4 separate regions of the Sus scrofa genome follow, and regions 2, 3 and 4 are each linked to region 1. Evidence: chromatin contacts called from public HiChIP or PLAC-seq and promoter capture Hi-C data. All regions are on one chromosome and are shown on one strand. Each heading gives the region's core, a stretch centred on a gene start, on an enhancer-like site or on the middle of the called end of the contact. The rest is flanking DNA. Distances are from core to core; before and after follow the strand shown. Region 1 holds the start of NAA30 (N-alpha-acetyltransferase 30). Region 2 holds the start of ARID4A (AT-rich interaction domain 4A). Region 3 holds the start of ACTR10 (actin-related protein 10). Region 4 holds the start of TMEM260 (transmembrane protein 260).

The links. Promoter capture Hi-C pulls out the DNA fragments that hold promoters and counts their contacts. HiChIP or PLAC-seq counts read pairs in DNA pulled down with a chosen protein or histone mark.
Region 2: a contact with region 1 is called in a promoter capture Hi-C map of liver, with 3 times the contacts expected there. The contact joins the promoter of ARID4A here to the promoter of NAA30 in region 1. A contact is called at or near these places in 1 of 5 promoter capture datasets (liver), 1 of 47 Hi-C or Micro-C datasets (heart right ventricle) and 1 of 2 datasets of contacts at active chromatin or transcription factors (alveolar macrophages).
Region 3: a promoter capture Hi-C map of liver shows a contact between it and region 1, with 5 times the contacts expected there. The contact joins the promoter of ACTR10 here to the promoter of NAA30 in region 1. A contact is called at or near these places in 2 of 5 promoter capture datasets (fetal liver and liver), 1 of 47 Hi-C or Micro-C datasets (subcutaneous adipose tissue) and 1 of 2 datasets of contacts at active chromatin or transcription factors (alveolar macrophages).
Region 4: an H3K27ac HiChIP or PLAC-seq map of alveolar macrophages shows a contact between it and region 1. The contact joins the promoter of TMEM260 here to the promoter of NAA30 in region 1. A contact is called at or near these places in 2 of 5 promoter capture datasets (fetal liver and liver), 1 of 47 Hi-C or Micro-C datasets (liver) and 2 of 2 datasets of contacts at active chromatin or transcription factors (alveolar macrophages and skeletal muscle).

Annotation. Positions count from the first base shown.
Region 1 is chr1:186,525,286-186,533,003 of Sscrofa11.1, reverse strand. NAA30 (N-alpha-acetyltransferase 30) reads right to left here and starts at 3,215. Exons shown (of 5, transcript XM_021102575.1): 1 at 2,749-3,215; 2 at 1,719-2,484. The coding sequence starts at 2,483. LOC110262249 (a long non-coding RNA gene) reads left to right here and starts at 2,975. Exons shown (of 4, transcript XR_002347083.1): 1 at 2,975-3,806.
Region 2 is chr1:187,380,937-187,388,654 of Sscrofa11.1, reverse strand. It overlaps ARID4A (AT-rich interaction domain 4A), which reads right to left and starts at 3,301. Exons shown (of 24, transcript NM_001244179.1): 1 at 3,121-3,301; 2 at 1,978-2,034. The coding sequence starts at 1,983. It overlaps LOC102165044 (a long non-coding RNA gene), which reads left to right and starts at 3,639. Exons shown (of 4, transcript XR_301235.3): 1 at 3,639-3,867; 2 at 4,883-4,937; 3 at 6,510-6,597.
Region 3 is chr1:187,303,238-187,310,955 of Sscrofa11.1, reverse strand. ACTR10 (actin-related protein 10) reads right to left here and starts at 3,473. Exons shown (of 13, transcript XM_003353492.4): 1 at 3,102-3,473. The coding sequence starts at 3,178.
Region 4 is chr1:185,817,509-185,825,226 of Sscrofa11.1, reverse strand. It overlaps TMEM260 (transmembrane protein 260), which reads right to left and starts at 3,730. Exons shown (of 14, transcript XM_013993447.2): 1 at 3,430-3,730. The coding sequence starts at 3,589. It overlaps LOC110262235 (a long non-coding RNA gene), which reads left to right and starts at 3,725. Exons shown (of 3, transcript XR_002347053.1): 1 at 3,725-4,060.

The sequences.
Region 1 (7,718 bases), core at 1,966-4,465:
TATAAATTTTATAAGTTAACCACTTATAAATATCACAATTTCTAGATAATCAGAATTTAATGTTAAACTGGCTCTTATTGGATAAAGTTAAAATCAGCTGGTGAATTAAAAGGAACCTATGTAAAATAAAAACTATAGTATATTAATATTTGGTTTTATCAGAGTCTAAAATGGCAGACAAATTGAGAGAGGTCTAGGTAACAGCAGAACTCAAAAGTTGACTATCATATATACAAAACTATTTTCTATAATTAACAGAAATACATACACTATTTCGATTTAAAGTGTGACTAAATTGTATGCTTTTGTGGGTAACATAAGTCAGTCTACAATGTTTAGATTTACAATGGCATTTGATATGATTTATAATAGTGATATAAAGAAGTCATGTTCCCACATTCACAAACACAGATCATGTCTTAGGTTTTCTATTTTGATGAAATGGTTAGAATCCTGTAAGAGCAGTTTTGTAGAATATAAAATAGTTCCCAGTTTAAACAAACATACTAAATTGAAATTTAGCAAAGTGAACACAGAAACTAGCAGAACCATCATAATCTAAAATACTGAAGTTATATTTTCAGATTACCACCAACCTGAAGAATCAAAAAGACAGATTTCTAAAGTACTGTTAAAGCATCTTGCAGGGCATTAATAAATGCAGGTAAGTCAATTTTAAAACAATAAATAATGGTAGTGGCTTTTCCCTTCACACATAATAAAATACTCCTTAAAACCATGTGGCCTCTCCTTGATAAAATTCAATGGAAATGACACGCTTGTAAGTACAACATACAAAGCACATACCTGCTGTCAATATTTAAGTGAAAGGTTTCATACAGACTGAAATGGGTCAATATTACTGGGAAGTTATTGGTACTATCAGTACTACAAAAGTTAAAAAAAAAAAAATTATTCAGCTTGTTTGGTAGCCAAGTCTTTTCTACCATATATAAGTAAAAAATTTCTGTCAGTTATATTTCACACAAGCTAGTACTATTACTAGTATTTAGGCATATCTCTGATTTGCTTCTTAAAAAAAATTAGATTAGAAACAATTTCACATGTTTCCTACACTCCCCAAATGGGTATTCCGTTCAAGTTTCAAGAGTCTTTCAGCCATCAGAAGTGTTAGTAGCACCTTCTGAAGTTGTGCACCAGAAAGGGGCTGTCTACAACTAAATTAACTGTCCTGTTAAAGTAAAAGGAAACAATCTCCATAATTATGGAATATGTTTGTAAGATTTAATTCTCCAATGTGGCCACAGAAAGTTTACTGACAATCAAATTCACCAAAACATGTTTATGCATACATACACTCTTCCCTGATTATGGCTGTAATTGAGAGATTAATAAGGCCTGTATCCGAAAAGAACCGTGTTCAAATTAAATGATTGCAAAGTGCTTTGAGTATGAGGGAGGATAATTAAAGACAGTCAAACATGATTATAAGCTAATGCAAACAGGATACAAAGACCCCCAACATACATCATACAGGCTGGTTGCATTTACATCAATATCAAGTTAACCCGGATCCTGAAGTCTTACCTTCAAAACAGTTTCATTAAATAACTAGCAGTGTGTACACGCACTTTACATCATGTAAGGTACTAGGAAAGGCAGTTCACATCCACTGCCACTCCAGCCCTCACACTCCCTGCCCTGTACGGCCTGGATCTCTCTGCTGGGTTCACCCTTTTTTCATTCCATCCACTTACCAAGAAGCACAGCTGTGGCCAGTTGTGAATAAAATATCTATAGGTATAAATGGAGTAGGGTTCAGACAGATCTTTGGTGATCAGTCTCATGATATCGGGCATTTGTAGCTCGGATTCATATCGGACATAACGTATCGTCCGATCCTCCCCAGGCTCAACCTCCCTGCCTGAGGGGCTTCTTATACTGCAGCCGGCGGTCAGGGATGAAGACAGCAGCCGCACCTGCTCGTCCTCCTCCTCCTCCTGCTCGGTGCCCTCCGCCAGTCCATTGCGGGCCGCCGCGGGATCGCTCGCCGCCGCCGCTGCCTCTGCCGGGCTGGGGAGCGCAGTTCTCGCATTATTGGGGAGGCAATGAGGGGGGCCCTCGCCCGAGTGTACCCCGGCTCCTTTTGTTGCAGTCACTCTGGGACCCCCGTCGGGGGTGGCCGTGATCGTGGCCGCCTCGGCCGCACTCAAAACCTTGGTCTTGAGAGAGGTGGCCGCCCGTAGGTGCCGCAGTTCGGGGTTGATCAATCCGTTGAGCTGCAGCTGCTCCTGCGGCGGCTGAGGGCAGCGGAGGCACGGACGCCCCTTGGTCGCAGCCGTCGCCTCGCTGCCCGCCGGGCTCCTGCCGCCGCCTTCGTGCTCCTCGTCGTCCTCCTCGTCCTCGCTGCAGCAGGCGAGGGCGGCCCCCGCCGGGAAGGGACAGCGGGGCTCGGCCGCCGCCGAGGCCGGAGGTGCTGGTGGTGGGAGGAGGCTGCTAGGCCCAGGCGGTACCTCCGCCATCCTAGAGGCGACACAGACAGAGAGAGAAGGCCATGAGACCCAGCCGACTAGCGCGGAGCAGAGGGGGCGAGGGGCGGGGGCGCCGGGGGTTGGGGGGAAACAAAGGCAGAAACCGTCCCTCACAGGGCTGGCCCCCCAATTTCGCGCGCCCCCCCCAGCTCTTCAGCGCCGCCCAGTAGCTCAGCCGGCCACCGTCCTGGTCCGCCCGCGCCCATCCGCCGGGCCTGTCACCGCGGCCTCTCCCCGTCCCCTCCGCGCAGCTCACCCCGCACAGGTCCCCGCCGCCACTGCCGCCACTCCTCTTCCTCCTCAGCCGCCGCCGCCTCCCTCGCCGCCGCGGCCGCCTCCTCCGCCACCAAGGCTCACACTCTACCGCCGTCGCCGTAAAGCGCCTCGGCTGTTACCCCGGGTAAAGTTTCCTGGGCCTGGCTTTACGACACTTCCCTGCCTGCCGGCTGCCAGGGCCGAGGGAAAGGGGCGTGGAAGGAGATGACCTGTGGAGGGGCGGGGACGGTGGTGTCTCCTGCGGGCCTCCGGGGAGACCGCGTGCTAATGGGTGGGGCTGTGGGGTGGGGAAGTTAGAGAAGGCTGTGGAGTAGCTAGCTCTGAACGCACAGTCCTCGGCTTTGGGGCTCCTCAGCCCGTGGACCTTGCAGCCCCGGGCCGAAGAGGGCTGGACGGGACACGCGTTCCAAGGAGCTGCGGCGTAGACCGCCAGCTCGGGGCCTGCTCCCCCGGGCTTGGGCAAATCTAGAAATGCTTTTCCGCAGCTGTATGACGTTTTAACCTTTGCCCTGACTGGGGTCAGGGGGCAGGTTACCCGAGTCCCTTAAAAATGGAGCAAATCAGGAGAGAAAAATCCTTGAAAAGGAGAAGTTAAAATATTTGCACTGTGAAAACATGGGAATAGCTGTTGAAACCTGGTGGTATGCTGTGTGAATTAAGTTTAGGCTTTACCACTTCGAGGCAGAAGAAGCTGCCTCTCTCCTTATCCCCTTCACCCCGCCGAGGAAAACTGGCGGTAAATGGAATTAACAGGTGCTGGGCAGCTGCAAGCATACCTGGGGCAGAGTTACAGATGGTGAAAGAGAGTGATAATAGCTAAGAGGCACATTCCTAAACGTGACCCGAATTGTGATAAGGTGAAAAGCACCGGTCAAGAGGTGTCCTGAACCTCCTCCTTGCCCTCTGCCAAGTGGTCGGCCGGAGCGAGTGGATGCAAAGGGAAGAGAACTGCTGCACGCGCTGAGCGCCAGGCTCCACTCTTTCCGCTCTAATCCCCAGCGGACGGTTTTCAGCCCATCTGTTTGAAGAGGAATGCAGGTAGTGTAACTCACCAGCTCACGGAGCAAATTAAGTTTTTTAAACTGTAGAGCTAGGCAGGTGTGCAGCAGGTAGATGTTTTCAGGGATACAATTCTCTTGAGTATTCGCAACTTTTGCCATAATCCAAACTAAAAAATAAGATAGATTGTAGCATTGCTGTTAGGTACAACTGTTAGGGTCCTTGTCACTGAAGATGTTAAGGAAAAACTATAATCCTCTATCTGGAAGGTCAAACTATAGTGATAAAAATGGTAATAATAAAATGTGTTACTATGTGCCAGACACTGTCCTAAATATCTTACATGTACTCATGTATAGGTTTTTATAAAAACTCATTTGTAGGTTTTTGTAGAAATACATGTGTGCATAGATAGACATGTAGAAGCTTATTTATTTCAGCCTTGTGTGTAGTAGGAATAAATAATTCCAAAGCACCTAAGGATCTATCAATACAGGGATGATTTTATGATACACAAATACTATAAAATATTATTAATTACGCTATTGTTTAAGAGATTGAAATAAATATACATTGGTACTTTTCACCTTAGTATGGCTGCAAATAACCCCCACAACATGTGGTATAAAACAACCATGCTCACAGATTCTGTGGGTCAAGAATTCACACAGGGTACAACAGGGATGACTTTCTCTGCTCCATTATGCACAGAGCCTCAACTGTGGGGATTGGAATCATCTGAAAACTTTTCACTCTTCCTTGGTAGTTGATACTGGCTGGAGGCTGCAGGCTGGAGACCTCAATTTGATTTCATGTAGACCTCTCCATGTGGTCTCTTAGAATGGGCTGATTTGGGCCTTCTCAGACGGTGATGGCTGGGTTCCAAGGGCAAGTATCCTGGGAGAGAGAGCGCTCCAAGTGAAAGCATATTCCCTTTTATGACCTGGCCTTAGAAGTTACGTAGTATCATTTCTGCTGTATTCTATTTGTTCAGGCCATTACAGAATCTCACACACATTCCAGAGGAGGGGAAATTGAGCCTATTTCTTGATGGGGAGAGGCAGAGTCCTTAAAGATCACGTGGGACCAGAGGTATTGCTGTGGCGTTTTTGGAAAATACAAGTTGCCACAGCTGTTTACTTGGAAAGATCTGTAAATGCCTCAGGGATATAAAATAAATGAGGTGCATAATAAGTACACTGTGATCCCATTTATGGTTTTTTTAAAAAGTACAGAACAAAACCATATTTCCAGATGTACATACATTATTTAAGATACATATTTTTCAAAGAACATAGTTTCTAAGTATAACCTGGGTGTTTAGCCAAAGAAACAATGATCCATTCAAGTCATGTAGAAAAAAATGGCCAAAAGGTCCCAAGACATGCTTAATTGTAATTTTGGTTGAGAACAATATCTCTCAGTCATTAACTGTGGAATATAACCCTCTCCTTAAAAGATGTGACTCCATTGTAGTGAATGAATGGAAGCAAGTCTTCAGATTCTTTCTACACTGTAACTTGGCATTGAGCATTCTCACACTGAGGGACTAAATTGAGGTTGTTTCAGGGTTATTTTCAGAAAGGTGAGATTTTTTTAAAGACCTCCCTGAGATCGGGAACTGAGTCTTACTCATTTTGTATTCACTTATCTGACACATAAAACTGGACTTGGTATGTTTTTGGACTGAATTATGCTATTCCCTCATTCAGCAGTCTAGGATTATAATTACAAGGTAAATTCTGACCTCATGCTAATTAATAAGCCACTAAGATTTCTGATATCTAAGCACCAGTGACTTGGCTTCATATCTCAGTGTTAAAATACCATGATGACCTTCTAAGTCAGATAACTTCTCTAGGAATTCTTTCCTTATACTTATGCAATTTTTTCTTCTTTACTCATGTTCATGAGTAATATGCTGATATGATGGTGGCATTATTTTGGGCAAAGAAGTAAGATTTGTTTAATGTTTTAGCCGTATTCGCAACTCTGAAAAGACTGCTATCTCCATGAGCAATGACATCATAGGAAGGAGTGGGCTCAGAGCAGGGGAAGTGTAACCAGTGACACTCTTTTATCAGGATAGTTGGTATTTTTATTGCTTTGTATTATCCTCTATTGCAGTAGTCATTTTTCTAAACTATTGTCTTTGTTCTCTTCTGAACAATGAAAGGGCATGCCTTAATTTTTTAGAAGGAAAAACTCTTCGTTAAGTCAATTAAAATAACCAATAGCAATTTCAATATAACATCCTAAAGAAACTTCCTGAAATTAACTTAGAAGGAGAAAAGTTCCTTCTTAATTCTTTTTAATAGCTAGAGATTTTTCTTATTTATTTTTTTGTCTTTTTAGGGCTGCACCCATGGCATATGAATGTTCCCAGGCTAGGGGTCGAATCAGAGCTATAGCTGCTGGCCTATGCCACAGCCACAGCAACTCCAGATCCCAGCCTCATCTGCAACTTACATCACAGCTCATGGCACGCCAGATCCTTAACCCACTAAGCAAGGCCAGGGATCAAACCTGCGTCCTCATGGTTACTAGCCAGATTCGTTTCCACTGAGCCACAACAGGAACTCCAACTAGACATTTTTCTTTTATTGCCTAGATGTATAGGGGAGGCCTAGCTGTACTGACCTGAAAGATAACTGTGGGAATGAAGATATGGATAACAGAGACATGGTTTAAGTTCCATTAATTCAGCAGGATGATATCCTATGTACCATAGGCACACATACTGAATAATTCATCATATTTGTAGTTTTATTTTATAAGCCATGTGGTTCTTAATCCTATCTACTATACCTAAAGCTGTGAATATGAGTGTCCTTAGCTTTGTTTTATTCTAGATGAAAGAAAAGGCATACATCAAATTTGAGGACTATAGAATTTAATCAAAGGATTCATATTAGTATATTATTTTGCCACCTGTAATCCTGGAACACTTTGAGATTCCCAGGTAAAATGCTTTATTAACAGTTTGACTCTTCCCTTTAAATTTGTGGGAGTGAAGGAGTGAGTAGTAACAGTCTGTTTTTTGACCCTCTTTCCCTTTGAGAACAGTGGTTTACAGTCCTACTTCTAGGCACAGATTTTGTTTGTAGAACCGAGGCCTCAGCAAAGCATAGGGACCCAGAAAGTGCTATGGTTAAATGGGCTCCATTTCCATTACTTTCAACCTCATACTAACTTTGATAACCTGCCTGCAGACATGGACAAGCTGACTCTCATATCTCCATCTGAATTGGTGAGAAGTGCTGAGGAGAATCATATATTCCTACCTACGTATTAAAGCCCTTGAAAATTCTTGGTTTTTAATTTAGCTATGCTCTTAGCACAGCACTCTAGAATGATTTTACCTGTCTTCCCGGCTTGCTTCATCCAACAGTGACTATCCTTGACCACTACAGTGCTTGCTTCACACTCCTGATCAGCAGGGGACTAATTCCATTTTCACTAAGAAGAATGGAGTATTCCATAGGTGCACCTCCTCAACTTTCTTCCCTCTTACAAATGCATCTCTATCTGAACTTACTCTTAACCTCTTTCCCTCACTACTGTTAGTGGGAGGGAGGTGACCCGTTTCTTTAAGACTAATGCCTCCCTCCACCTATGAGCTCAATGCCATCTCTTTCCGTCTCCTTTGGGACTTGTCCCATCATTGTTTTCTCTCTCCTAAATTTTCAATAGTAATTTTGCTAGCTTTGCTTCAAAGTTTATAAATATGCTCCTTCTGGGGACCAGCTGCCATGATTTCTTCCTCTCCTTTCCATCACAGTGAAACTGCTAACCTACAATAAATAGGTCTCCACTCAGGTGCAAGTTCTCTCTTCAACAAATTGGTTGTCTTCCACCTCGGCCTTTCCACTAACACAGTTCTCATAATAACCCTATGAAATATGCAGTATGAACTTGCGGTTGGAAGCTGGACCAGGATTGGGTTGCCAG
Region 2 (7,718 bases), core at 2,052-4,551, 860 kb before region 1:
ATTAGCAATCCTTTGCTTTATAAACTATATCCTCATAACATAAAACATTTGAAATTGTAACTAGAAAGTATCAGTAGGAATATATAATTTTTTTCCCTCCAGGTACAAAATGAGTCAACAATTCTATAACAGACAGATTTTAAGAAATTTTAACTTAAAAATCCAAAAAATTTTTTTTGTCTTTTTGCCCTTTCTAGGACCTCACCAGCGGCATATGGAGGTTCCCAGGCTAGGGGTCTAAAAATTTGGAGCTGTTGCTGCCTGCCTACACCAGAGCCACAGCAACGCGGGATCTGAGCTGCGTCTGCAACCTACACCACAGCTCATGGCAATGCCGGATCCTTAACCCACTGAGCAAGGTCAGGGATCGAACCCAGAACCTCATGGTTCCTAGTCGGATTCATTAACTACTGAGCCATGATGAGAACTCCAAAAAAAAATCCAAAAAATTTTAAATTAAAAATCCAAAAAAATTTAAAAATCCAGAAAAGGTATATTCATAGTAAGTGTCTCATAAAACTTTAAGTTATTCAGTCAATGGACTCCTGAAAATTTTGTTTTCAAATGAAAAGAAATACTGCTATTCCAATTAACACTAACAATACATCATGATTAAGTGTTATTATAGCTACATAAAGGCAACATCTTTTTGGATACACAATAAATGTATGGCTAGGAAACGAAGACAACCCTTTTGATAAGCAGAGCATAATTTAGAAAAATCACTGGCTAAAAGCTACATTTTAAAGGGTTAAGATATGAACTGATGCCTCAAGACTTGTAGCTGTACCTACAAGATTCATCACACTAATCTTGGTATTTAAAAAAAAAAAAAAAGCTTCACAAAGAAATGTCTATTTTTAGCAAATGGTCATGATCAGAATGATACACTGAAAGGTGTGAGAAATTTCACTCCACCATTCATTTTAATCTTGACAGTAACAAAATGATTGCTATCTCAATCTGTCATTTTTTTTAAAAGTTACATGTACTCAAGCTCAATTCAACACTTCTAAGTACAAACGTGAAAGTCTATAGAGAAATATTTTTAAGTAGAAAATGATTTTTCATTTTCCAGTAAGTTTTCTCAACTAACATTAAAGAAGATACATGTGTCAAAGAGATACATCTCCTTCAAGGAGAAAAGAACACAAGAAAAAGTTTGGGAAAATACTGTTTCAGAGCTTAATACACTGAAAGTTAATGAGTAAGGAATAAAGTATCTTTTAAAGTTAGTGCATTTACAACTAGGGCAAATTAAAGAGAAATACTTTTGGCAAATAAGTAGATGACCGAAACATTCAAGGCCACAGAATTGCAGGATGCTATAACTTCTTTACCTTTAAACATCACATATGATGTTTGCAATATTATTTCCAATATTAATTGTCTTCTGAAGACTTTTATTTTAGTTTGAATATGTTTAAATACTATAAAGACTGAACTAAAATTAAGTATTAGTAATTATAATAATTATAATATATAATAATACTTAGTATTAGTTCATTTTCAAATATTTTAGCCACGGAATTTCACCTTATCCCCAGAAGAAATGCTATCTCCCTGACACAATCCACATGTTCCATCCTTAGAAAATCGCATTGGCACTGGAGAAGAAAAAAACAAATTTCAAAAAATCCCCCAAACAACCAAAGCAGGACAGAAGCTTTACTTCTGCAAAGGTTGCTGCCAACACAGGAAGTGTTTAAAAATACTAGCCCAATGGACAACAATGGAAAGGCTGCACCAGCCTTTCCAAAGTGCTAACTGCTTCGGAGAGGGGACGAACTGACCGCATTTAGACACAATGATCATTTCTCACCCAATTCAACATGTCTTCATTTTCAGAAAGCGCAGCTTAGTAATCAATTTTGAGTAGAAAAAAATAAAGAAAAGAAAAATGACATTCCACAGCTCTAGCCTCACGACAGGCAGTGTCCAGGGCACGAGGTTCCGAGCAGCGTCGACTCCACTTACCTTCATTTTTACTGGTGATCTGTGGGGTTCCAGCTCAACGAGCTATCTTCTCTACCGCTGGAACCAAGGGGAGGGGAAAGACGAGCACAGAATCAGTCAACAGAGGGGAGCGACTCGGGGAAAGAAAGTAAACAAACGCCTGCGGGGAGGGGCAGAACCCTCACCAGGGAGGGCGAAAGAGCCCCTCCGAGGGCAGCCAGGACGCAGGAGCCGGAGGGGCGGCGAGAACCCCACGGGCGCCAAAGGGCAGCGGTTCCGCCTCAGAGTTCGCCAGCGGCCCACCGCGCCCCCGCCTCGCTCGCCACTTTGACCCGGAATGCTCAACTCAGAGCCCCAGGACGGCACGCTCCGGAGAAGGGCAGGGCGCCGTTGGGGCTTCCCCAGGTCCCCTGCAGGCGCGGTCGCCGAGCCTCCTCCCGGCCGCCCCCGGATACCCCGACTTCGGCCCGCGCCCCGCCTCCGCAGCTCGGCCCCCTCGGCCCGCCCCGGGCCCGCGGTGGCGGCAGCGGAGTGTCACGGCGCCATTGCTCTCCTTCCTCCGCTCTGCACCATGTCAGGAAGGAGAAGCGCTTCTTCACCCCAAGGGGCAGGGGCCGCGGCCTTCAGCTTGGAGGCGCGCGAGGAAGGGAAGACCCGCGAGGGGGAGGGGGCTGGGGGGGCGGAGAGGAGGAGGGGAGGTGGCCCGGACAGGGTGTGGGAGGGGAGGGGAGCCGAACGGCAGCAGCCGCCGCCTCCTCCCCGCGCCCGCCTCAACTTTTTGTACAGCCCAGAGCGGTACCAGCCCCCAGCCCCTCGGGTCCTGCCACGGACTCCAGGGGGGAGGACGCGCCGCGGAGTTAGAGGCCGGCTCCCCCAAGCAGCCAGCTTCTCGCCGCGCGGAAGCAAACTTAGCGGCGCGGCCAGCCCCACAGCCATTTTCCCGGGGAACCCGGGGAAGCGGCCGGGGAGGCAGCTGCAGCGGCTGTTCCTGCAGTTGCTGCCGCTGCTCCACGAACTGCCCCTTCTCCTGCGCTTGTCGCCCCGCTTGCCAAGCATCCCCCTCCCCACCTCCAAAGCTTCCAACTGTACCGGGACCCCGGGCAGCAGCACCAGCTGCTAGTACCGCTTCGTCCATTCAGTATCGCCCGCTTCCCTTCTCCCCACCTACCAACTGAGGGTGAAGTGGGCGCTGTCAGCTCCCGAGTCCTCCGCCCCACTGACCCCCGTGGGCCCCCGTCCGGGCAGCACCACTCTCGGCCGCCGCGGCAGTTCCTGCGCCCGGTTCCCTACTCGCCCGATTTACTGCCACAATCCACCAAATAACAAGCTGTTGAGCAGTCTCGCTTCTACACGAACTCCTATTGGCTGCTCATGACGCCGAAGAGTTTCGGATTGGAGCTCGCTACCTGCCGTCCTCATTGGATGTAGCTCTGAAACTTCCCGGATTGGTGCGAAAAATAGCAGGTAGGACATCTTCCACTTATGATTGGCTGTCTCCGAAGACTAACGTTACTGGAGAATCAGGTATTGAGTTAGTAAATCCTGAGAAATGATTGGTAAAGAGGACTCCGGATGTGCTTGACTGAGCACTGATTGGTCAATTGGGGGGGTCAGGAAGAGCAGTTCGGCACGAGGATTGGCGGTGGGGTGTCCCATGGAAACCGAACCCGGCGCTGCGCCCAGGACTTGCACGGGGGCGGGGCAGGTCTTTCCAAGACGCCTGCGCCGAACCAGCTTGTCGGCGCCATTTTGTCTGGGCAGCGGTGGCTGCAGCTCTATCGCTTTTTATGTTTCTGGCCAGACGAGAGCGGATTCTTTAGTCTGTAGATTCGTTTTTCTGCGGCACCCATCCACCGTTCTCTCCAGGACAAAACCTAGTGAACGTTGGAAGAGTCGCGATCTGCCGGAAAGGTCAGTTCGAAGCTGTGGTTGTCCGGTGGGCTGGGGGATGGCGCAGCATTGGAGGCACCGGCACCGGAAGTGAGGGGGCCGCGCGGCAGCCATGGCCGGGTATGTTCTCCCTGCGGCGGGGAGGGGAGCCGGGAGGCGGGTTGAGAGGGGGCGAGGCTTCCTCTCCCGCTGCCAAAGAGAAAGAGGCGGAGGAGACGAGCTGGTCTTTTTTTCCTGGCCGATCCTTTGGGCTCCTCTTCTCTGGGAGCAGTACTTCCCTTCTTTGGAAGTGGGTTTCGGCAGCTTGTCATACTCTGTGATCGAGTGTCACCAGTTATAGGCTCCTTTTTCAGGAAGACGGGGAAGGTAAGGTTCTTAGACCCTCCCTACCTGGGGAGAGGTGTTTCCGCGTGCTCCTCCCGCGATGAGGCAATAAGGAAACTGGGTTTGGGGCGCTGAGGAATTCTCTTGGCAGCAGCCCTGCTACTTTAGACGTGCAGCTGTGCCACCCTTCTGGAGCCTTATACTACTTTGGGGGAGGAAATACAGGGACTGAAAACTCCTGACCTAACCCTTATCATCACTCCTTAGAGGAAAGGTCCTCCCCGGTAGGACTTTGTTCAAGGCAGCCGTTGAGCTTGTTGTGATCTTGTGTTGTTTTCAATAGAACAAAATTACATTTGAAATTGTGGAAATAAAGTATTAATTAGCAAGTTGAGTTAAAGAATGAAATAATTAAATATGTAAAAATCAATGGTAGTCCACATTGACTACATTTACTCGTTAGGAGAATATCTTAATTGAGTCAATTTTTCATTCACAATAGTGCCTTTTCTTAGAATTACTAGAAAAGTAATTTCTTAGTTAAAATAAATGCATGTTAGTTTTTCTATCGAATGACCTTGTCACACTGATCTAAATAACTGCATAAAATTATCTTCATAATATTCTTGATTTGAACCCTCTTATTCATGGGGCTCCAGACTAGAAAATGATTGAATGATTTAATAATTTATTGAGATTTTTTTTTTGGCAGTTGGTCAGAAGAAAACAGGACAGTTCAGTGACAAATACCCGAAAGTATTACTGAGGTGAGCCTGCCTGAAAAAGTTTTTCTGTGGACCAGTAAGTAGAACCATAAATAGCAAAATGAAAAAATGGTAGTTGAAAAGTGTTTGTTTGGTCAAAGGTTCAAATAAGTCTGTATAACTAGCTTCCTGATGTGATACTTTAGAATGAAGTCCCCAGATTAGGACATACTTATGAGTCTGTTTACTCAATTATGCCTTTCCCATTTCTGGATTTTTTAAGTGCTTCATATTTTTATCAAGAAACAGTGTGAACATTTTCATGATTTTTTTCCTCCATATTTAAAATTTTGGCATATAGAAAAGATATTTCAGTAAGAGTTGAGAAGTGATTTTTTTTTTTTTTTTGGTAAAGAAATTATAAAACATATAAAACTGCTCAACTTCCCCTGGGGGTAATCACCTATAATTCCACTACCTAACTTAAGACTGTTATTATCTGATCCAAATAACACATGTTACTGGGCATTTGGAAATTCCCAAAAAGCCAAAAGAAGAAAAAAAAAATTTCTTGTATTGCTGCCACCAAAAGGTGTATACTGTATGTTTATCTTTTTTTTTTTTTTTTTTTGTCTTTTTGCTATTTCTTTGGGCCGCTCCCGTGGCATATGGAGGTTCCCAGGCTAGGGGTCAAATTGGAACTGTAGCCCCCATCCTACGCCAGAGCCACAGCAACGCTGGATCCGAGCGGCGTCTGCATCCTACACCACAGCTCGCGGCAATGCCGGATCGTTAACCCACTGAGCAAGGGCAGGGACCGAACCCGCAACCTCATGGTTCCTAGTCGGATTCGTTAACCACGAACTCTCCGTTCCATATGCTGTGGGTGCAGCCATGAATTAAAAAAAAAAAAAAAGATCATGTCTTAGGAATAAATGAAAGAGAATTAATTTTAATAGAATTGTGCTTTGTAATGTGTTTGAGCCCAAACTAGTAGAATAGTGATTGTACAATATTAAAATTTTTAGTGAATGTTTTTATGAAGAAAGCTGTTTTGAAAGAAGAATGTTTTATTTATTCGGTAAAGGGTTCAAATGAGGCAGTTAGCTTCCTGACATGATATTTTAGACAAATCTCAAAATTAGAACATCTCTGAGTTTTTTTTACCCATTTGTGGTTCCTAGTTCTAGATTTTTAATCACCCAGCATCACTGTAAACACTTTCATGGTTTTGTTTTTTTAAACTCAAGGTAAAATACTTGTCATCTAGAGATTTCATCAGGAAAAATGTTCAGAGGTGAAGCAAAACAGGAGTTCTTGTTGTGGTGCAGTGGAAACACACCTGACTACTATCCATGAGGATGCGGGTTCAGTCCCTGGCCTTGCTTAGTGGGTTAAGGATCTGGTGTTGCCATGAGCTATGGTGTAGGTCACAGACAAGGTTCAGATCCACCATTGCTGTTGCTGTGGTGTAGGCCAGCAGCTGCAACTTGGATTCGACCCCTAGCCTGGGAACTTCTATATGCTGCAAATGCAGCCCTAAAAAGAAAAAAAAAGAAGTGAAGCAAAACAGTCTGTTCTGAGTGTGTGGGTTATGTAAAAAACTCAAAAGTAAGAAAAGTCTTTGTCTTCTAGAGTAAGCCTTATTTCGAGGAAACATGAAGGAAAGTGTTCCAGATTTTAAAAGACCTGGATCAGCTATCTGTTGAAAATTCTATTTCTGGTATGCAGTTTTACTTAACTATTCATTAGTAATCAAGATTGGCCATGTTACTATTATATGTTTGCTTTTGAAAAATGATAGGATTTGTTCCACTGTGAAGTTATTTCTGTAAATGTCTGTATGTTGAAAAGTGGAACATTGTTTTGTTGAATGTAGCTGCTTTCCTAATGATTTTGTTAAATTTTTTTGGAAAGTTAAATGATTTGCTTATTAGCACCCTTTGCTATTTCTACATTGTCTTGTGCCCTAGATATCAGTGCGTATTTTATGACCATTCATAGACACTGAGTTTCTTTCATATATGATGCAAACAAGAGCATATGTTAGAATTTGGATTCAAGTCATCTAGGTTACTTTGTAGCATTCCTTCCTGGCAAGGACCTGTGCTCCAGGAGCTTACTATCAGTAAAGGGAAGACCGTAATTAAATATGTGGAAGTTAATATAGTTACTTCGAAAGGTTTGGTCAGTTTAGATTAATTGAACTTTTTAAAGTTAAATCATGGCTCCCTACAAAAATTGATTTGTCAAAAGATCAGTACACAGTTAGCTCTAATTGTTTTTAAAAACACAAATTGTGTTGTAGTACCAACAAAAAGCCATCATTTGTTGAGCCATCATTGAAGGCTTTTCAAGGTTAGTGGTATGTAGTATGTAAAATTAGAAGAAGGGAAGTCATTCTAAGTGAATGGAGATTGTGAGCAAGGATGCAGTTACGTAAGAAAAGCTATGTTTGGGACAGTGAGTAAACCAATTTGGAGAGGATGACTGATTAAAAATTACATTGGGAAAACTGTGAAGCCAGTTGGTCAAGGTTTCTAGAATTAGCTGCATATCAGAATTGTATGGGGTGCTAGTCCTTTATAGATTTAGGAACATCTAAAAGGCCTTAAAAGCTGGGATGTGGCAGAAAACAAAGATTGTATTTTGTTTTGTATTATTTTCAAACTTTACAGATCAAAGTGGACTTCACCATTCACTTCTAATCCCACCCTATCATTAGATTTTTTAAATGGCCTTCTTCCTGTCTGTATATATATTCTGTCTTTAGACTTAGGGAAGTTTTTATTTTCTTTGTTCCGTAACATAGTAATAGGCATTCATTGTCCTGCATGGTCTTCA
Region 3 (7,718 bases), core at 2,224-4,723, 780 kb before region 1:
CAAATAAACTAAGCAAAAATTAATACCATCTATTCATAATTGTGTGTTTTGTGGGTTTTTTTTTTTTTTTTTTTTTTTGGCTTTTTAGTGTTGAACCTGCCACATATGAAAGTTCCCAAGCTAGAGGTCAAATCAGAGCTTTGGATGCTGGCCTACACCACAGCCACATCAACGTGGGATCCAAGCTGTGTCTGCGACCTACACCACAGCTTACAGCAAAGCTAGATCCTTAGCCCACTGAGCGAGGCCAGGGATTGAATCTGCATTCCCATGGATACTAGATGGGTTCCTAACCTGCTGAGCCACAACAGGAACTCCGTAACTGTGTGTTAAAGGTAAAAAAAAAATAACAGTTTCAATTAGTAACAGTTAAATAAACCAGTAACAGTTAAATAAACAGTTAAATAAAACAGTTAAATAAACCAGATATTATTATCTTAGTGAATTATCTGTTTTTTACAGGTTTTTACTTGAACTTTATGTACCCCTATCACCCTGGATCTGTACTTCATTCCTATAATTCATACATTACTCACAATTTGATCATTCTAATATCATTAGCTTCCATACTGATGTTTCCTTTGGTTTATTTTTTAAACTATGCATATTTGATATAACTATAATCATACTGTTCAGACATAATGAATTATACAATAAACTTCTGCCAATATTATTGACCTTCGCTACTGTCATTTTAAAAATTGCACAGTATGTCATCCTTTTAAAAAACTGTTCTCTTTCCTTGAGTATTTAAGTATTTCCACTTTTTCTTCTTCTTTTTTTCTTTGCTGAATCTGTGGCATGTGGAAGTTCCTGGGCCAGGGATCAAACCCATGCTGCAGTTGCAACCTGCACCACTGCTGCAGCAACATAAGATTCTTAACCCACTGAGCCACATGGGAACTTCCAATATTTCCACTTCTGTTTTATGTAAAACAAAACTTTGTTAAAAATGTTGTTAAGGAGTTCCCATCGTGGCTTAGAGGTTAATGAACCTGACTAGTATCCATGAGGTCTCGGGTTCGATCCCTGGCCCTGCTCAGTGGGTTAAGGATCCGGCGTTGCCATGAGCTGTGGTGTAGGCTCGGATCTAGCATTGCTTGTGGTGTAGGCCAGCAGCTGTAGCTCTGATTTGACCCCTACCTTGGGAACCTCCATATGCCGTGGATGTGGCCCTAAAAAGACAAAAAAAAAAAAAAAAAAAAAAAAAAAAAAGTTGTTAAGAAGGATTAACATACAAGTTTAGTCTTATCCTTATCTCTTCTTGTCCAGTTTTCAGTATTTACCTCTAATTCCCAAACAGCTCTCTTCATCTTCTATCAGTCACATCTTCATGTTTACTTCTACCAGTGCTCCTCAAATTCTCAAGGGGGCAACCTACTGGTTAGCTGCATAAACTCACCTTACCACCCGCCTGTTGCCTTTGTCAATAATCATTCTCCTATATAGTTGCCTTCTGCTTTTCAATAATTATCTTTGGGTGTCAGCCTCAACATACTTATGTTATTAAAATAAGCCTTTAAAAATAGGTAAGAAAATACAAATATGGGAGGATCTTGCATATTTGTAAGAGAATGTCATGAACCAAAGACTTCGTGTTTCTGTTTTGTTTTTTGTTTTTTTATTTTTATTTTTTTTAGGGCTGCACCCATGGCATATGAAGTTCCCAGGCTAGGGCTGAACCGGAGCTGTAGGTGCTGGCCTACACCACAGCTCACGCGAGGCCAGACCCTTAACCCATTGAGAGGCCAGTGACTGAACCCACATGGTCACGGATACTAGTCAGGTTCCTTTCTGCCGAGACAGGAATGGGAACTCCCTTAACAAAAAAGACTACGTTTAATCCAATTCTGGAGTAACTGAGATCCAATTCTTTTTTTTTTTTTGGTCTTTTTATGACTGGTCCCATGGCATGTGGAAGTTCCCAGGCTAGGGGTTGGATTGGAGCTGTAGCTCTGGCTCATGCCACAGCCATAGCAACGCTGGATCTGAGCCACATCTTTGACCTACACCACAGCTCATGGTAATGCCAGATCCTTAACCCCCTGAGCGAGGCGAGGGATTGAACCTACATCCTCAAAGATGCTAGTCAGATTCGTTTCTGCTGAGCCATGATGGGAACTCCCCAATTCTTAAATAGGCTCTTTTGATGCCTTATTCAACAAATAGTTATGTAACTACATACTATATATTAGGCACTATTTAGAGATATATAAAAAATTTTCTCAGATGATTCCACTTCAGATATATCTAAGATGGAATTCTGGCTGTCACTTGCCTGTATCTTGAACCTAGTACAAGGGCTTTCAACCTGGTGTCCAAGAACCACTGTGAAGGTCCATCAATCTCTGAAGTTTCATGCAAATCATTTAAGATTTTTGTATTTGTGGTTTTGCCTAGTCAAAGGGATCTATGCCACCCTTACAGTTGAGACCATTACTCCACTGTTTACAAGTTGTCTCTTAAAACATGTTAAATTTACTAATCTAAGAGTTGAGCGGTAGAGAGAGCCATAAAGGCTCTCCAGAGTCTTATCTATACAGTTTCACTTCATTATATCTTGAGCCACTCTAATTTGACTTCCTATTCTTCAGAAGCAACAGCCCTGTCTTAAACATATTTGAATTTCCAGCATGAACAAAAGCTCGGAACAGCCCTGTCTTAAACATATTTGAATTTCCAGCATGAACAAAAGCTCGGCTCAATACGTGTTTAATAATGGAGATCGTCATCAGGCATTACAGTTCGGCTGCCACCTTCCTAGGCATATAAGCCCAGGGTAAGCCGGGTCTAGGTCATCGCTGTCATCCCCTGCATAAATGACCCCAAAGGGTCTGTTCAGTTTGGGGTGACGACCTAGGGCGGCGAAGGCAATTCTCCCGAAGCCTCCAGGGCCTCTAGGAGTCAGAACCTGACCATCCCACAGGATCCTAGGGATTCGCACCGCCCACAGTGAGAGTAAAAAGGGGCGTCATTTGCGGAGGTCCTGGGGGAAGAAGTGTCGACCTAGCAAGCCGCCTCTCGAGTACCCGGGCTGGGCCTGGGGTTCGGCTACCCGCCCTCCCCTCAGGACGACCGCAGCCGGCGCCACAGCCACTCACTTGGTAAAAGCCTCTCCCAGGTCTATCACGACCGCCGTTTTCTCCCCGCCGCTCCCCAGGCCCTCGTAGAGCGGCATGGTTGTAAACAAGCTGGTGCAAAGAGGACGCGGACTCGGCGGCCGCCGGGCCTCGGCTCTTGGGGGGCGGGGCGGAGCGACGGTGCACGGGCGGTGGCGGCGACGGCGGGGGCCTCGCGTGGCCGCGGCGCGCCGGGCTGGGATGCCCCAGGCTGTGCCTCACTCCGCGTCGGTCCTCAACACTCTCAGGCGCCCCCGTTTTCGGACTAGGGAGGAAGGCGAGCGGGCGGCCGCTAATCCGGAGGTGGGGGATGCAGAGGACCAAGGCGATCAGGCGCGTCGGGCGCCCCGGGATGGGGCGGAGCCAACTCCGGGTCCTTCCCTCCGGACACGCCCTCAAGTAGCGCCGGGATCGAGGTCTTTCCCATCGTTCTTGTGGACCTTTTCTAGACCTTTTAGTGCCGCAGCAGCTGAGAGACGATACAACCCAAAAGCTTCGTTTCGTGCAGTCTTGGAGTAAAGGCCAAGTGTTCTGCCTATCATTTATTCTTCGCAAGGAATGCCAAGAATAGGTGTTACTTTTTTACCTGTTCGAACCGTAGGAATGTTCCCATAGCAAAGCCAAGGTTGGACCCCTAGTCTTTCTGATTTCAAAAACTATACTGCTGATGCCTTAAGGAATAACACACACAGAATTTTATTTGGTAGTCATTTTGCTGAAAATTAATTTTAATGTGAAAGAAAGCAGTTCAAGTAGCATCTACAAATCTGTGGAGGAACAATCAAGGTGGTTTAATGGAAGGAACAATGAACCAAGGGTTCTTTTTTTTACACTAAACCTAGTAGCTGTGTAACCCGAGAAAAGTTAGTAAACTGTCTTTCTGTGCCAGTCTGAACAACAAAATAAGAGTTCCCTGATAGGATTGTTTACATCCTGTCATTTCACAGCTCTATTTTTTTTTTTTTCTTTCTCTCTCTCTTTGTCGATCTCTCTTTCTCTTTCTTTCTTTCTTTTTAGGGCTGCACCCGCAGCAATGAAGTTCCCAGGCTAGGGGTCTAATTGGATTTGTAATTACCTGCCTTCACCACAACTCACCTGCAGCCGGATCCTTAACCCACTGAGCAAGGCCAGGGATCTAGCCTGCCTCCTCATGGATACTAGTCACATGGAGGTTCTCAGGCTAGGGGTCAATTGGAGCTGTAGCTGCTGACCTGTGTAGCTCCAGATCCAAGCCATGTCTGCTGAGCTACTACAGAAATTCCACAGCTCTATTTTTTTCTTTCTTTTCTTCCTCTTTCTCTTTCGTCTTTTTAGGGCCAAACCCTCAGCACATGGAAGTTCCCGTGCTATGGCTGAAATTGGAGCTGCAGCTGCCACTCTACACCAACCACAGCAATTCCGGATCCCAGCCACTAATTCAACCTACGTGGGAGCTCACAGCAATGCCAGATCCTTAACCCACTGAGTGAGGCCAGGGATCAAACCTAGTCCTCATGAATACTAGTCAGGTTCTTACTGCTGATCCACAAAGGGGAACACAGAGACTATAATGCTTTGACTCATCCTTTTTCTTTTCTTTCTTTCTTTCTTTCTTTCTTTTTCTTTCTTTTTCTTTCTTTTTGTTGTTGTTGTTGTTGTTGCTATTTTAGGGCCACACTGGCAGCATATGGAGGTTCTCAGGCTAGGGGTCAATTGGAGCTGTAGCTGCTGACCTATGTAGCTCCAGATCCAAGCCATGTCTGCAACCTACACCACAATTCACGGCAACACTGGATCCTTAACCCACTGAGTGAGGCCAGGGATCAAACCTGCATCCTCATGGATCATAGTCAAATTTTTTTCCGCTGAGCCACAGCGGGAACTCCTGTATCATCCATTTTCTTATCTATAAACTGTCCTGCTCCTTCTCAGAGTGTTTGTGAGGATCGGTTGACAGGTTACTTTGAAACTATAAAGTATTATTATTATCCATCCTGTTTTCCCTGACTACTTACCAGCTGTATTCGTTTCCTAGGGATGCCGTAAGAAAGTACCACAAACGGAGTGCCTTACAGAAATAGAAATGTATCCACTCATAGTTGTGGAGGCTAGGAGTTTTGAGATTAAGGTGTCAGCAAGGTGGTGCTCTCTCTGAAGTCTCTAGAAGAATATACCTCTTGCCTCTTTCTAGCTTCTGGTAGTTGCTGGCAGGGCTTGGTTTTCCTTGACTTATAGGTGCATCAGGTCTTTTTCTCTGTCATCACTTGGTCTTCTTCAGACGTCTTCCTTATGTTTTCACAACCTTTTCCTTCTGTGTATATCTCTGTGTCCATATTTCCCTTTTATAAGAATATCAGTCATTGAATTAGGGCCCTAATCCTAAACCAGTATCAACTAATTTTTTTTCTTTCTTGGCCACCCGCATTGCATGCGGAAGTTCCTGCACCAGGGATCGAACCTGAGCCACAGCTGTAACCAGAACCACAGTAGTGACAACATGGATCCTTAACCTGCTGAGTCACCAGCGAACTCCAGTACAATCACATTTTTAGCTTGATTATATCTCCCAAACTCTTAATTTCAAATAAGATCACATTTTAAGGTTCCCAGAGGACAAGAATTTGGGAGGAATGCTGTGCAGCCCAGCACACCAGCTAAATGTTTTTTTCCATAGCTCTGCTCTCAGCCTTCTTTTCTTCTTACTATATACCCTCTTCTTTAACAATCACTTTCACTCCCTTACATATAGCTAAAGCTAATATTTGTTGAGTTCTCTTTGTTAGCTCTGTTTGCTATATGTAATCCTATTCATTCCTCACAATAATTTTATGGGCTAAGTATTATCTCCATCTTACCAATGACGATACTGAAGCTGAAAGAGATTAAATCATATGGTCACAGCTTCTCATCTGCTAAGTGGTGGAGAAAGAATTTGAACCCAGACAGTCTTACTCCAGAGCCAGAACTACACTGCATATTCATAATTATAAGATAGTTATATATTAATTGAAATAATTATATTTTATTGTAGAATTTTACAATATTGGGATATGAAATGATCTAAGAATTTTTCAAGTCTGAATTCCAACCTAATGCACTACTTTCCATTTCCGATGACATTTATTTCCCCAAATGGTACCAATGATTAACAGAGGACTAATGACTAGTTGGGATCTACAAGATACTGAAAATTCATTTGCTAATACACTTAGAGGTTAAAAGAGAAGGAAAATGCTGGAGTTCCTGCTGTGGCACAATGGGTTAAGGATTTGGCATCACTGAAGCTGTGCCATGTGTCACAGCTGCGGCTTGGATTTGATCCCTGGCCTGGGAACTTCCATATGATGCCGGTATGGCCAAAAAAGGAAAAAAAAATGCTGTAAGGATAAAAATCACTTTTGAAAAACCCAACTGCCAGCACCATGGTATATCAACCTGAGTTTAAGTCCTAAGTCTGTTAGCACACTGACCTCAGGCAACTCCATTAAGCTTTCTAGGCTTCACTTTCCTACTGTGCTTTTTTTGTTTGTGTGCTCCATTAGTTGCTGACTCTCCTTTAGGTGGAATGATAACCTCTTCGGCCATCAGTCAGCCTGAGCAGATTTGTATTGTAACTGGTATCAAGGTTTATCCTGGTTCCTTAGGAAACCTGAATCTTTTTTTTTTCTCTCCAGTTTATTGAGAAATAATTGACATATATCAGTGTATAAATTTAACATACAGAGCATGATGGTTTGACTTATATATATTGTGAAATAACTACCACAATAGATTTAGTTAACATCCATCACTTCATATAAATATAATAAAATGAAAAAAAGAATTCTTCTTATGGTGAGAACTCTTAGGATTTACTCTTTCAACAACTTTCCTATGTGTCTTACAGCAGTGCTGACTATGGACATCATGTAATAGATTATATTCCTAGTACTTATTTATCTAGTAACTGAGAGTTTATACTTTTTAACCACCTTCCTTCAATCCCCCACCACCACCCTGCCTTTTTCTATGAGTTTGGTGTGTTTCATTGTTCTTGGTTTTTATTTTTTTGTTTTTTGTTTTTTTTAGATTCCGCATATGAATGAGATCATATACTATTTGTCTTTATCTCTTTTATTTCACTTAGTGTAATGCCTTCGGTTGTAAAATGAGGGAGATGTATAAGCACCAATAATCTAAGTTGAAATGGAATCTTCATCCCTTTGGCCAACACCTCTTATCTTCTCCCACTTCCTACCATTTTTTTCCCCCTAAGCTAGTCATTCTTGTTCCCTTCTGTCTTTCATATTCATGGTTTTTAGGACACTTAGGAGCCCTTTGCCTGCTTCTGGAATTTTTTCTATTTTGGAAATGTTCCCTATAAATTACGTAATATCCAAGATATGTCTGAAGACCTCCTGTTATTATAGGGCTCAACTCTCTTGCTCCAGCTGCTGTGCTTTCCTAACATGTAGCAGTGGGTTTCTTTATTTTCAGTCATGTCATACTATTAATTTAGTTCTCTCTCACCTTGCAAATGAAAACCTAATATGGACCTAAATTTGGAGCTTTGTACCTCTTTCTGCTAAATTTAGCAGGTTTTGTTCCATCTTTCCAGCCATTCAATGTTATTTTTTTATG
Region 4 (7,718 bases), core at 2,481-4,980, 710 kb after region 1:
TTAGGTCTCTAGTGCTAAGTGGTTTTAATCAGTTTTTTGTTCTTATATTTCTGTAGGTGCAATGAAACACAGTTAAGTTTAAATTTTCAAGGTCACTATTCATTCTCCTTCATTTAAAATGTATTTAGAATTGTATTTAACCTTAAGAAAAACAGCCTATTTTCTGAAACTTCTTTTTACCATTGAAAAGTCAATATGCTGTTATTCTTTGTTGGAGTTCTCTTGGTAGAAAGACGAATCTGGAATGTGATAAACTTCCAGCACCAACTCTTGTTAAATGTTCAACTAAAATCTAAACAGAAAAGATGCTACTATTCAAAGTCTATGAATGCATCCCTGATAGAAAGCTAAAGGGAAACCCTACTTTTAAAACTGAGCATGATAAAAAAGAGAAATAGTTAAAAAAAAAAAAATTGGGAGAGCCTCCTAGGTCCTTGCTTTCCCCAATTCTTTACACTATGGTTTTTGCAAATTTAAGTCCTACCTGCATTAGGATTCCTGAGATGCCTTTTAAAAATAAAGATTCCTTGACCATAACCCAAACCTACCTACTCTAGACCCTCTGACATTGTGGCCCAAGTCCCCCAGGCAATATCAAGTACACTCAAGTTTGAGAACTACAGGGCTTTTTTTGTCTGGGACACAAATGTGTGGCAAGCTGAGGTGTTAGCAAATGCTTCACCTTTACAAAACCCAGCTCCCTCTATGTTATACTTTTTACATTAATTATACAGTTAAATTGTCATGTATCAAGTGTTAATGACAGTATCTTAAGTATAGATAAACATACATATAAGCTATAGTTCCCAAGCATAACAAAGAGAAGTGAAGGCTAAATTCCCACCCTTTATTCTAAAGGACCAGTAGTGCTCCTGCCCATAAATCAACTATGTACATCAAGTGGTGAAAAAGTAATTTTGGCAAGGCCACACAATGTGGATTCATGGAGTATAACTGAAGACTTATCAGCAAGAAGAATACATGCTTTATGTTGGTTTTGATTGTCTTCTGTTTATTGGTTAAAAAAAATTTATTTCAGAAACACAAAATTCAAAGAGAACAGTACATTCAACATATAAACAAAATTATCAAAGATGTGATTATACAAATTTTACTGATAACTCTTAGAAAACACTTCATTCCCCAAAACGAACATAAAAATATTAGAAGCAACCACTATTCAGAATCAAACTAAACTTAGAACACCCAAAAAGTATGATAACTCTAAGTGAATTATTAACTTTATTCTTTGGGGAAAAAATAAGACTATTAATAAAAACAAGGTAACATCACACATTTCTTTCTTTTTCTTTTTTCTTTTGTCTTTTTTTGCCTTTTCTAGGGCCGCTCCCGCGGCACATGGAGGTTTCCAGGCTAGGGGTCGAATTGGAACTGTAGCCACTGGCCTATGCCAGAGCCACAGCTACTCGGGATCCAAGCCGCGTCTGCCACCTACACCGTAGCTCATGGCAATGCTGGATCCTTAACCCACTTAGCAAGGCCAGGAACCGAACCCGCAACCTAGTGGTTCCTAGTCAGATTCATTAACCTCTGCACCATCATAAATCAACTATGTACATCAAGTGGTGAAAAAGTAATTTTGGCAAGGCGGGAACTCCAACATCATACATTTCAAATAGACTATCACTAAATATGTGAGGGCAGATTTAAGAAAAAAAAATTAGAGTCTAAATTGGTTAAAAGAGCATGTTCTAAAGTCAATATACTTGGGTTCTTTCCTTAACTGTTCCTACTTTGCAGCTGTGTGATTGTGGACACAGTTTAACATTAGTTTAGTCATCTATAACATAATGAAATTGATAGCTACCTCACAGGGTAGCAGCTGGGAGGATTAAAATGATAATTCACGTGAAGCACTTGGAACAGTGCCTGGCACAGAGTAAGTGCTCAGTAAGTGTTATTTTTACTATTCATCCCAATCCTGACCTTCAGGCTCAAACAACCATGACAAATAACTGTCAACATTTTTTTTTTGACATGTACAGAACTACCCATTCTGAGTAGTGCTCTCCGATGCCAAAACTCTCACAATGATAAAGTTATTTCTATTATTTAATATAAACCTTGGAAACATCATAACTTCATTCCCCACTATACTAATGAAACATTGCTCCTATCTGGTCTATAGGACCTGAAAGAAAGAATAAAGTTAATGACCCATAAAAGGAACATCAAGGATTCTCAATGTGGTAGGCAGCCTTAAAGACTGCCTCTGACGGCTGCCCAATTCCTAGGCTTCTCACTGTGTAATCCTCTCCCTCCCTAGGCTGGGCTGGACATACTGACTCGCTTTCAGGAATAAAACCAGGCAGTGGTATGTCACTACCAAGATTAGGTTACAAAACATCAGAGTTGTCAGACAGAGCTGCCTTCTTTCTCTTGACAGAGGTCAGCTTACAGAGAAACCTATGTGGCAAAGAACTGGATGGAGCTTAGAAGCTAATCCCCACCAAATAGAACCTTGAGAGGTCAGCAACCTCCCCTCCTGAGTTAGGGAACCCACTCAAACTGCACCCACATTCCTGATCCACAGAAAATGTGAGCTAACAAACTTTTGCTGTTTTAAGCCACTAAATTTTGGAGTATCTTGTAATTCAGCAACTAATGCACTCAGTTTTTCTCGGATTACTACCCAAAGTTACGGCACCATTATGACAAAACTACTCATCATTATTAGGCATTATTGGATGGCCACTGAATTTGGCAGCAAAACAAAACCCACGTCTTGTCTCTCATCCCAAATACATAACTATTTTTCACATGATTTAAATGGCCGATGACTCAAGCTTTTCTGTTTAATAGGAGCAGCTTGCATTAAGCCGAAACTGGCTTCCATTCCTTTAAGCATTCTCCAGCAAATATTCTGCAAGTTTGGTCCCCTTTCAACATCAGGTTTCAACTAAAATACCACCTCCTCAGAGGCCTTTCCCGACTAGCCATTTTGGTGAAGCCATTACCTAGCCCACTGTCAACCACATTTCCTTCTGTCTCCATTAACTTCTCACTACTCACTATGTAGTGGTTTATTCAGCAGTTTGTATATTGCCACTCTCCATGACACTGTTCACCACTCCTGTTATTCCTTTTATCTGTTACACGATAAGGACCCAACAAGTAATATTTGCGGGCTAAAAAGAAATGGAAAACAAAAACTCAGGTCCAGGAAAAATGATCTAGAGAAACGGAGAGGTTGGTAAAGTACCCATCAGGCAAAACCAACAATACCCGGCTTGAAAGCCTGAGAACTAGAGACCAGGATTACAAGAAAGTTACAGGAATGGAAACAGAAGTTGGTTCTGGGACTTAAAGCCCTGCAGGGGCCCGGGCAAGTGGATGAAGGGGTGCGGACCTAGTGAGGACAGTGCGGACCAGCGACGAGCAGGAGGGACGACCCAGAGAGTACTTTACCCGAGTCGCCCCCCGGCACCGAAGGGGGCAGCGTGAGGGTGAACACCGCGGCCACAGCGGCGAACACGGCGACGCCGCCACGGAGGCCCCTGGAGCGCCGTGGCCCCACTCGGGCTGCCGGCCCCTCGGCCAGGCCCCCGCCGTCTCCATGGAGACCCATGCGTCAGAGGAACCGAGAAAGGAGGACGCGTGGTACCCCAGGACTAGGAGCTTCACTGTGCCCCTAGGCGAGAGCCCAGCGCGTTGCGCGGCGGCTGCGGCGGCTTCCGGGTCGGTCCGGGTGGGCGGGACGCACCTTTCTGCGCCGGCGCGGGGGGCAAAAACCGCCCAGCCTCGCGGGACTAGGCCTGGGCAGCCTTCTGGCGGCGCACGGCGCATCGGGGTTTACAGAAGTATAACTTGCTTCCCAGTAGCGCATCACAGGAGACACCCTTCCTTTAGGAAACCAAGCCTCGCCCAGGGTCGTCGTCTCTATGGCCTCCTCCCTTCCCGGTGACTTGGTCGGAGCTGACAGAGACGGGAGGGGGGTTGCAAAGCGGGCGTGCGAAAGGGCCGCGACTGCCCCCAGCGGTGTGGGGTGGAACTACACTAAGGGCCCCAGACTGTGAGCCTGAGGATCCGTGTGCGCAGTGTAAGCCTCATATGTTTACTACGAGTAATTATAAACCTGTATGCTAATTGTTCAATCGCTGAGTTATTTTCAAAGGTTAAAATAAGCTAGGTTGGTTTTTATTTTTTGGGTTTTTTTAGTAGCATGAGGAGAACTAGGGAGATGTGAAACTTGAGTTTCTGTAGTGATACAAATAATTCATGTCATGGTAAAAAGAACTCCTTTACTGAAGAGGTGTATTTGGTGGAGCTTTGACCACACACTGGGAATGAAACCAAGACACTGCATTTTCCAGTTAGCTGCAACACAAAAAAGGAATGGGGAGTTCCCATCATGGCGCAGTGGTTAATGAATCCGACTAGGAACCATGAGGTTTCAGGTTCGATCCCTGGTCTTGCTCAGTGGGTTAAGGATCCGGCTTTGCTGTGGCTGTGGCATAGACCAGCAGCTGTGACTCCGCTTAGACCCCTAGTTTGGGAACCTCCACATGCCGCCGGAGCGGCCATAAAATAGTAAAAAAAAAAAAAAAAAAAAAAAAAGGAATGGGAACTCTTGAGACCACCTCATAGCACATTCTTGGTAAGATCTTTAGTAAGATCTTTAAGCTCAGATTGTACATTATTATATGGATTATTCTGGAGGGGGAGGGGAGGAGAGCAGCCTCCCTGGAATGCATCTCAAAATACAGTGAAGATCATTGACAATCTAGGACATGTTACAAGCAATCTGACAGGAACACAGAATCGCAAATGTAGAGTAACTAATACACATCTGCATAGATTGGCAGACGTTATGCCAGCATCTTAGGTATTTACATAATGCTTCCTCGGCTATATCGTGGGTCCCTGGGGGGCAGGTAGGCAGCTTCTAAAATGGCTCCCAATAATCCCCTACTCCTGGTACTGACTCCCTTATGTGATCCTCTCCCCGTATGGGGGGTGGGGTCGGGGGGGAGTGGGCTGAATCTAGTGACTCACTTCTATCCATAGAATAAGGTGAAAGTAACAGTTGTCCCTTTGGAGATTAGGTTATAAACCACAGGCTTCCATCTTGCTAACTCTCCCCCTGATGGGCACCACCTCTCTTGTCCTCTGCTTGTTCACTCTGATGAAGCTACCCATCATGGTGTGGGATGCTTGGTGGAAACGCCCACTCCATAAAGAGTAGCAAGGAACCGAACATCACCTCCAGCCGACAGCCAGCCAACAACTAGCAAGGAACTGAATCCCGCTAATACCTCATGAGGGAGGCAGGGTGTAGATGCTCTGTTAGTGACCCTTGAGGTGATAACAGACTCCCACCAAGACCTTGATTATAGCCTAAGAGAGACCCTGAGGTAGAGGACCCAGCTAAGTCTCACCCAGATTGCAGTCCAACAGAAACTGTGAGATAGTAAGTGTTGCTGTTTCAGTCCACTAAATTTGGGGTAATTTGTTACTCAGCAATAGATTTCTAAGACAGCCTGCCTCCTATTTCTTTTCTGAAAGAGTATGCCAGTGATTAATACTGGCTGAGCCAAGCATGTGCTTAACTTTCCCTTTTTACATTTCATCTTTTGCTCATGAGCTTTGTAAAAGATAAAATGTTTATCATGGCAAATTACTTTCAAAAGAGCAAAATTATCTGTCCATAGTCAAGAGGCAGAGATCAGCACTAGAAGTTTGTTTGAATTTGGGAGTTGTCACAGATGAGGTGAATGAAGAAGTTCACGGAGGCATAACGTAGTGAGAAGAAGGTTGAGGTCATGTGTTAGCCCACATCTTCCTTTAGGGAATGGCAGAAAAGCAGACAACAGTTCAAGAGAAGGATGTGTCACAGGGCGCTAAGGAAGAAATGATGTCAGTTAAGTATGTGTGGTCAGATTGTCAAAGAGAGAGAAGGACGGTGAGGAGGCCCACATCCTGGTTTATGGGGTTGAGTTTATACCATTTGGAGAATTCTTTAAGCAAAAGAATACAAAACTGCAGATAGAGAATTAGATACAGGTATCGGAAGGAGCCTGTGCTGGAGACAAGCTGTGGAAAAAGAAATTTTTTTAATTGAAGTATAGTTGATTTACAACATTGTGTTAGTTTCAAGTGTACAGCAAAGTGGTTCAGTTATACATAGCTATTCTTTTCCAGATTCTTTCCCACCATAGGTTATCACAAGATACTGAATCTAGTTCCCTGTGTCTACAGCTGGTCTTGTTGTTTATCTATTTTATACATGGTGAGTATCTGTTAATCCCAGACTCCCAATTTACCCCTCCCCACCTCCCCTTTGGTACCCATATGATTCAGGCTGTGAAATTTAAGCTTTGTTGACTTCATGGCTAATCTCCTTTGAGGATGAAGAATGGCCAGTTCCGTGTGTGTGTGTGTGTGTGTGTGTGTGTGTGTGTGTATCTGGCAACCTCTGAGGAAGCTGGCTGACTCTTCCATCCTTCCTCAAGTGCCCTCTCCTCCAGGATTCGGTGACAGCCCTCAGCCCTTTGGCTTTCCTTTTAGCCCTGGCCTCTGCTCTGGCTTGCTTCTGTCAGTTCTCCACAGATTCGAGTGCACCAGGCCGTAGACTGTTCTCTCTCTTTCTACCTTCTTTCCCAAGATGATCTTATCAAAATTTTAAATAGTAACTAGGCTGATAAATCTGAAAACAATACACCACTAACCTGTCCTTTAAGCTATAGCCTTTTTTAAACAAACAATGTGATTTCTCCATTTTAATATCTAAGCAGCATTTCAAACCTGGTAGTTTCTTTAAAAAAACTAAAAATAGAACCATCGTATGATCCTGGGCATTTATCCAGAAAAGATGAAAATTCTAATTCAAAGAGATACAGAAATTGAAATAAAGTCAAATGTGTCTTAATCTTAAAAATATCTGTGAAATTCTGGATTTAGAAACTTTGGATTGGAAATTAGCTACCTGGAATACTGTCCAATAAGCCATGTACAATAAAACAGGACAATACAAGAAAACACAAACATCCCTCTTAAGTGCCTTAGAAAAATAATTTTAAACATTTAAATGTGTTAGTAAGCACAGGAATTTAAAATAAAAGGTATTTTCATGTTTCTAATTATCAAAGGTTTTTTATTGAAATATAGTTGATTTACAATATTGTATTAATTTCAGGTATGCAGCAAAGTGATTCAGTTACAGATTCTTTCTCATTAGAAATTATTACAAGATATTGAATATTCTTCCCTATGCTATACAGTAGGTCCTTATTGTTTATTTTATATATAGCAGTGTGTATCTATTAATCTCTTTTATTAAGTTTTATTTTATTTTTAAATGATTTTTAATTTTTTCCATTATTGTTGGTTTACAGTGTTCTTTCAGTTTTCTACTGTACAGCAAAGTGACCCAGTCACACATACATATACACATTCTTTTTCTCACATTATCCTCCGTCATGCTCCATCACAAGTGACTAGATATAGTTCCCGGTGCTATACAGCAGGATCTCATTGCTTATCCATGCCAAAGGCAATAGTTTGCATCTATAAACCCCAGATTCCCAATCCATCCCAAGTATCTATTAATCTCAAACTCCTAATTTATCCCTCCCTCTTTCCCCTTTGGTAACCATAGATTATTTTCTGTGCCTGTGAGTTTGTTTCCATTTTGTGAATAAGTTCATTTGTATCATTTTTTTATATTCCACATATGTTACATTGTATGCTATTTGTCT